Linked DNA regions of Hordeum vulgare: region 2 is linked to region 1. A link is a contact called in public Hi-C data. All regions are on one chromosome and are shown on one strand. Each heading gives the region's core, a stretch centred on a gene start, on an enhancer-like site or on the middle of the called end of the contact. The rest is flanking DNA. Distances are from core to core; before and after follow the strand shown. Region 1 holds the start of LOC123438385 (3-hydroxyisobutyryl-CoA hydrolase-like protein 2, mitochondrial). Region 2 holds the start of LOC123411485 (probable xyloglucan galactosyltransferase GT19).

The links. A called contact is a pair of places that touch in the nucleus more often than the background predicts.
Region 2: a contact with region 1 is called in a Hi-C map of seedling, with 6 times the contacts expected there. The contact joins the promoter of LOC123411485 here to the promoter of LOC123438385 in region 1. A contact is called at or near these places in 4 of 6 Hi-C or Micro-C datasets (leaf and seedling) and 1 of 1 datasets of contacts at active chromatin or transcription factors (embryo).

What each region holds. Positions count from the first base shown.
Region 1 is chr1H:374,892,743-374,896,557 of MorexV3_pseudomolecules_assembly, reverse strand. It overlaps LOC123438385 (3-hydroxyisobutyryl-CoA hydrolase-like protein 2, mitochondrial), which reads left to right and starts at 2,026. Exons shown (of 14, transcript XM_045115773.1): 1 at 2,026-2,210; 2 at 2,320-2,400; 3 at 3,149-3,217; 4 at 3,291-3,354; 5 at 3,702-3,781. The coding sequence starts at 2,079.
Region 2 is chr1H:375,492,897-375,496,711 of MorexV3_pseudomolecules_assembly, reverse strand. LOC123411485 (probable xyloglucan galactosyltransferase GT19) reads right to left here and starts at 1,862. Exons shown (of 1, transcript XM_045104443.1): 1 at 139-1,862. The coding sequence starts at 1,772. The coding sequence ends at 408.

The DNA.
Region 1 (3,815 bases), core at 777-3,276:
CCGTGAGAATCAAACTTTCCCTTCTTAGTGAAAGACTCGTCATAGTTAATGCTAATGTGTGTTTTGAGATGGATGCACGATGTTCTGGTCACAGCACTTTGGTTTGCTATGTTGAAAATGTCATTTGCCATGAACTTGAGTGTGAACAAAGCTATGATGGGTCCCTTTTTCTCTTGTCCATCTCGAACCGCAGTTCCCCCATACCGTCAAAATGTTCCACAAATATCACATCTTTTTTACACTTTCCGTTGTCTTTCAATTCATTGTGCATGTTTTGCATAAAAATATCTAACTTTCTTGATTATTATTTTTAAAATCAGAGGAATCCTAATATCACGCTCATGCACTTAATGAACCAATTGAACAACCTAACAAGCTCTAAAGAATCATATGCATGTTTGCTTGCTTATGATTCTCATAGTGCTTTCTCTTTTACAATTTAGTATGCAAGCAACAAGTACCACTAATCCACCCCAAGCTTCGGTAGCCACCACCAATATTCTCTCAATTGGCCACAGATTCAAGGCCCAATTCTTTTTATCAGATTATGGAGAATTTCAGTCTCGAGAATCTTGAGCCAAAAGAACTCGACCAGGCTTCCAAAATCTCGACCGGATTCTCTAGAATCATAGTGCAATCTTATAATCTTCAAATACCTGGTTTTTCCCCGAATCTCAAGATTATGAAGAGTCCCTCAAAAGAAAACGTTTAGAATTAGAAGTGTACCCCCTATCCTATCAACAAACATATTCTATAGAATCCCGAGTGAAAAGAACTGGGCCTAAGAGTGCCTCAATATATTCCCTCGATTAGCCAACAATTTTCCTATCACATGGGAGGCCGACCAATTAGCCACCGATTTAAGTAGGTCTCTCTCTCTCTCCATTAGCTGATTGCCAAGGTTGCTCGTTAATTCTCGCACTCACGTAGTATATAAACTGAACAAATTGGGTGCAAAAGAATGAGGTGGGACTATTTAATTAGTTAGCGAATTTGTTTTATATCAAAAAAAAGCGAGCTCTTTTTGCTGTAGGCTTTGGACCAGGCCCAACTTGGCCCAGCAGGGGACACGCAAAGAAAATTGTAAACAACTCGGCCAATAAGTAAATGTATCAAATAGTTAACCCGGTTTTCGAGGACAACTGGAGATCTAGTCCAACTGGCTACAATTGTAGTGTGAGGAGGGGAGGTCTAAAGTTTTGAATCTCATGCTAGCAAATGTTTTTTTGCTGCTACCTCATATGCGTTGATTTGGACTAATATTTTTTTGCTGCTTCCTCACATACGTGGATTTGGACCAATATTTTTTCTGCTTCCTCGCATGCGTGGATTTGCACAAATAAAACGGGAGTAGAACATTTTTTATTCGAGCCCCATAACATGAACGTGGACCAATAACAACACCGATTAGTTTTTTCAGGAGTCCCAAAACAAAAACAAAGTCATTGTTATTTTGGATGAGCGTGCTCGAAAAATTAGTACCACCTTAGTAAAAAATCTTAAAAAGAAAATAAATAACAATTTATATTAATAGGTATAGATATAGATTATAAAACAGCATGTATTTATATGGAAGAGGATACTGTAAAAATAAATAATTTCAAGCAAGAGGTAACTGGATGGAAAATTTCTTCCAAAATCGAGTGTAAATTAATTCTATGGATTTCAATCAGTACAAACCAAAAGATAAGCATATTTTTTTATAAAAGATTTAGATCCTATTTTTTTCTAGGGAATCCTAAATAATCTTATGAAATCTATTTTTTTGAAACGGAAATCCCTTTGGAACAACGGAGACTTTAGAGAGAACGTTTTTGTTTTCTTGATGAGGTTTTTTGTTTTGTTTTGAAATTTGAAACTAGTTGAGGAGAACGTTCTGTGAGGAGGAAAACAAAGGCTATTGGACTGGAACAGACAGGCCATCAGGAAAGCCCAGAGTCCCCTGCATAAAGCCCAGAAGCCCCTGCAGCCCAACCCACGCTATGGTTTGGTTCCATTTCGGCATCTCTCACAGGTCACATAGGTGCTCACTTCCTTTCCCCATTCTTCTCCGCCTCCAAAACCCTATACGCTCCACCATGCCCAGCCTCGCCGCCGCCGCTGCCGCTCGCCGCGCCGGGGAGGCCCTCCGCCGCGGCGTCGTCGGCGGTAGGTATCTCTCTTCCCTCCGCCCGTCACCCGCTACTCCTGCCGCCCACGACAGCGACGAGGTAACTGCGCGCCGGTTGACTGCTCGTTTGGCGGCCTCTCCCTGCCTCCGTGATCGGAGGCGAGATATTCCGTCGCTGACATTGTATCGCGTTTGGCGCGTGCTTCCAGGTGCTGGTGGAAGGCAAGGCCAGTGCCCGCGCCTCCGTGCTCAACCGCCCCGGCCATCTCAACGCCCTCACCACCACTATGGTACGTGTCCCTTCATTTGCTTCGTAAAATAGTTTCTGCGCCTTTGGATCAATCGTGTGTGGGTGTCGATGGAATGCCTGTGTGTTCTATGGCAAACGTTTGTGTGGTTGATGATGTGTTGGAGCATCCCAGTCAATCTGTAGGCGAGGCATTCGATGAAATGCCTTAGTGGCCTTGCACAACTGTTGCTTCATCAAGTTTGTAATTGGATTATTTGAAATGTTAAAGTACAATCGTACATTGACTGTCAGATCATGCCCTTGTGATGATTTGCTTTGTGGTATCTGATTGGATGTCTGTGGGACGTCATCAATGTAGTAGTGCATATAATTCCCCTCAGATGCATATTCAGGACCTATTTCGTGAGACGCTTACCTGATTATGGGTGTATGCAATGGCGGAGGCAGGATCTGCCAATGCCCCAGGTCGGCCTTATGCTACTGTATCCTACAGTACATGAAGGATTTCTCAGCCGCGCCTCAGGCGGCTGCATGGGCTGCCTGGGGCTTGACGCCGCCACTGAGTGTATGGTTTGCTTATTTGGTTGTACAAGTGTCATGCTCGGTGTAATTTCTGCATTTCCATACATACCGCTTCAACCGCTTGATCTGGTGCTTTAATAACCCTGCAGATTCCTGTTACTTTTTTAATCCATGTGTATTTATGTTGACTGCATGTATCATTTATTTCTGACTTGTATGTTCTTGGTGCATGGTTCTGACTTTTAGTCGAATTGCTGTCTTGATAGGGAGCTAGGCTCAACAAGTTCTACGAATCATGGGAGGACAGCCCTGACATTGGTTTCGTCATGATGAAGGTATAGCGCTTCATCATTTGCATGATGCTAATGGAACTAGACGAATCTAAACTGAGGTGTGTATTGCATGAAGGGCAGCGGCCGAGCATTCTGTGCTGGTGGGGATGTTGTTGGATTGCGCCAACTTATCAATGAAGGTAAGTGGGAAGATGCTGTGCATCATATTATTATATTTATTTGTTAAATATGGTAATTGCTTCCATTATACAGGGAACACTGACCAACTTATTAAAGTTTCTAGTACATTTACATTGGAAAAGTAAAAGTGGTTATGATGGCGGAACTCCTAATTTTTTCATGCATTCTTCATTCCCTTCTGAAAGTTTATCTAAAAAACAGCAGTTTTTTTATTGCACAAATAGAATACATATAATAAATTCCTGACTTCATATATTTCCAGTGGAAATTTGTATGCAGTGATAACCTGTTTTAGTCATATGCCGCATATTTCCTTTAATGTTAACCTTGTCTTATGTTGAATCAGGCAAGCTGGACGAGTCTAAAGATTTTTTCAGGACTTTGTACAGTTTCATCTATGTTCTAGGCACATACTTAAAACCACATGTAAGTACACGGACTCATTTTTAAAACTGTACAT
Region 2 (3,815 bases), core at 613-3,112, 600 kb before region 1:
GCGGAAGGACCGCGCTGGAATGTTGCCCTCTCCTGGCGGCAACTAGTCTTCCGCCGCCAGACACCGAGAGGAAAACTGTTTCGCTTATGCGGCCGATTGTCATTCGCAAAAAGAAGTATGTGAACGCAACCAGTTGCATTAAACCATGAAAATACACGACCATCTTATTCTCCTTCTAGTGCCAACTGCGTTCAGTAGTCAGTTCTATTTCTATAGCACAACAGCAACACTTGAAATGCAATTGGCTTGCCACATTTGCAAGGAGAATAAATCTCGTGGATGACATAGCAAATGTACACTCTTCAAAGCGAAAGATGGAAGTAAACTGCGGATTTTGCACGACATAAAAATGTCCAAATCCAGACTAAGAGAATGTCCTCAAGAGCATTTCATTTCATTTCGTAGTCCTACGTCTCGACACTGTCATCCTCCTGCGCGTATATCCTCTCCGGCTGGCCTTCCTCCAGCGCGCGAGCCCGCCTGCGAATCCTCCGGAGCGCGCCGTCCACGGCGAGGTCGACCGCGTCCTTACCCGCCTCCCTCAGCTCCGCGGTGCTCCCGTGTCTCCGGTAGAGCACCCTGGGCGCCATCTCCAGCGCGCGCTCTCGCATCCTCCGCACCTCCGCGTCGGGCACGGCCGCCAGCGTCTCAGCGATCTTGACGCCCCCGAGCACCACCGTCTCCTTCTGAATGTGCACGGAGAACTCGTCGTACCGCCCCGGGGGGAGGTGCCAGCCGTACTGCCGCCTCGCCGCGGCGTCCTCGAAAAACACCGGCACGCACCCGGCGAGTATGGCGTCGAACGTCGACCGCCGCGTCGGCGTGTCCCCCGGCGGCTCCAGGCAGAACTTGGCGCCCAGCATCGGGCGCATGTACCGCACGGGGTCGTGGGAGCACTTGCCGGCTGAGCAGTCCACGACGACGCACGCGTCGGTGCGGTTCGCGCACTCGGCGAGGATGGAGCCCCGGATGTTGGGCCTGGACGGGCGCGAGACGCCGCCGGCGAAGAGCATCAGCGTGGCGCGGCGGGAGCGCCGCGCGCGCGCAAGCCAGGCCTCCAGCCGCGGGAGCGAGGCAGGGTGGAAAGACGTCGGGTGCGGGATCGCGTGCTCCTGCCATGGCCACGAGCGCGACTCGAGCGCCAGGAACGTGAAGTTCTCGAACTCCGGCAGCCTGACCAGCGACGTAGTGCCCAGCAGCCGGGGCTCCGCACGCGGCGGCTGCGAGTGGTCCCACGCGGAACCGGCGAGCACCATGAAATGGTCGTGCCCATGCCGACGCGCCAGGATCTGGGGCCGGTCGCGCGCCAGGAACTGCGCGAGGGACGCGCCGTGAAGCGCGGAAGAGTTGAGGAGCGAGGGGTCGAGGACGTAGGGGATAGAGTCGAGCGCCGCGTAGTACGGGACGAACACGGCGTCGGCGAGGCCGGGGTCGGCGACGAGGCAGCGGCGCTCGAGGAGTCGGCGGTGGAAGAAGGGCTCCAGGAGGCGCGCGTCGGTGCGGTACCAAGAGCGGCTGCGGGCGTGGGTGCGCGGGCCGAGCCCGTGGTTGGCGAGCGACTCGCAGGTCGGCGCGGAGGTGGCCGACGAGGACGGGTCGGCGAGCGGGAAGGCGGCGTCGCAGTGGCGGGGGAGGTGCGTGTTGAAGCGCGGGGGCAAGTCCCTGATGTGGATCCTGCGGCCCGCGCAGGGGTCTGACGAATCGGGGGCGGCGTCTCCGGCGACTGCGCGGAGGACGAGGAGGAGGAGCAGCAGCAGGAGAGAATTGGGCATCTTGGGGTTGGGGGAGTGGGGCGAGCCAGTGAGAGAGACACCCACAGAGTGGGGTTCTCGTGTAACTGTCAGGAGGTTGTTCGATTACACACGTTAAAAGGGCTCATAGGCCGAGTCCTTTCAAGCCCAAAGTAAATTACGGCCAGAGAAGGCATATTACGTTACGGCCAGAGAAGGCATATTACGTTATTTCAATAGGGGAGGTTCAAAGAATATCCTATTTACGGCTCGTTGTGTCCAGCTGTCGGCACTTCGTACAGACGAGCGACCCAGCAGCGACGCAACGTGCCGGCCCATATAACTGCTCGAGCGTTTCCCTTTTAGGAACCTTATAGAGTTTCAGCCGGTTTTTTCCTAGTTTTAGGAAACTTTTAGAAGGTTTCTTGAACTGGTCTAACTTTTTTTTCTTTTTTCTTTTATGTTTTTTATCTGTTTCTGTCTTAAAAATATTTTTGATTTTAAAAAAATGTTCTTACTTTTTAAAAAATTGATCTAGATTTGCAAAATATGTTCTGGATTTTGTAAAATGTTTTTGATTTTCAAAAGGTGTTCTGCCTTTAAAGAAAAGAATCTGGATTTTCGAAAAATGTTTCGGAATTTTGAAAAATGTTCTGAAATTTGAAAAAATAATGTTCCAGAATTAAAAAATAATGTTCTGGAATTTGAAAAATTGTTCCGGATTTTCAATAAAATATTATGGAACTTGAAAAATGTTTCGGAATTTGAAAAAAATGTTTCGGAACTTCAGAAATGTTCAGGAATTTGACAAATAGTCCGGGAATATAAAAAAATGTTCAGGAATTTTGAAAAATTGTTCCGAAATTTGAAAAAATGTTCTGAGAGTTTTATCTAAATGTTTTGGATTTTAAAGATTCAAAAATGTTCAACCTTTAAAAAATTGTTCGTGCTTCCAAATTAGTTCACGATTTTTCAAAATTGCTTTCGCTTCCAAAAATTATTCTCAAGATTCAAAACATGTTCGTGCTTTAAATATTTGTTTGCGCTTTCAATTTTTTGGGGGCTTTCCAAAATTGTTTTCCTTTTAAAAAAATGTTCTCAGGATTCAAAAAATGTTTGTGCTTTAAAAGTTTGTACGCGCTTCCAAATTTGTTCAAGATTTTTCTAAATTGTTCTCGGTTTTAAGATTTGTTCTCAAGATTCAAAAAACGTCCGTACTATAAAAACATTTCACGCTACAAATTTGTTCAGGATTTTTCAAAAAAAAATCTTAAGATTCAAAAAATGTTTTCAAGTTATAATTGTTCTTGTGAATTGGAGTTCTATAAAATATTCCCTTTATCACAAAATTGTTCACATTCAGAAAATTGTCCTGGCATTAATAAGACCATTTTCCGATGTTCTGAATAGTATTTTTGAATGCAAAGAATTTTTTCAATTAGGAACATTTTGAAAAAACAAACACTTTTTTCAAATTGGTGAACATTGTTTATAAACACCGGACATATTTTCAAATATCAAATATTTTTTATTTCTGAACAATTTTTTAGAGTGAGAACAATTTTCAAACAGTTTTGATTTCTGAAATTTTTGAACTGTCGTAAAAGGAAACAGAAAATTTTAGGAACATTTTTTCAGAAAAAGGGTTGGAATTATAAATAATTGCGGCATTACATAACTGTTACTAATTATATATAAAAATTAAAATCCAAATATCAACCCCTGCTATATATTTTTATATTTTTCTGCGCGTTTTATGAAAAGAACCTGATATTGGTTTGTTGGCTAACAGGTTATTATTAGTGACCTGCGCTGCTCTAGGTCTTAGGATCGAATCCTATTTCTATAGGGGGCTCCCGAGGTTCAAGGGGCTCCGCATATCCTTTCGAGATGGTTTGGTTGAAAATAAATCCTGTTTTTTGTTTGGTTCAAAATAAATCATGTTTTTTGTTTTTTATCATGTTATTTATTTTTCATTTTTTGTTTATGTTTTTCATTTTTTTTTTCTTTTTTCCCTTTTTCTGTTTCTTCTTCTTTTCTTTTTCTCAAGGTTTTACTTTCTAAAAAACTAAGCCTGTGTTCGAA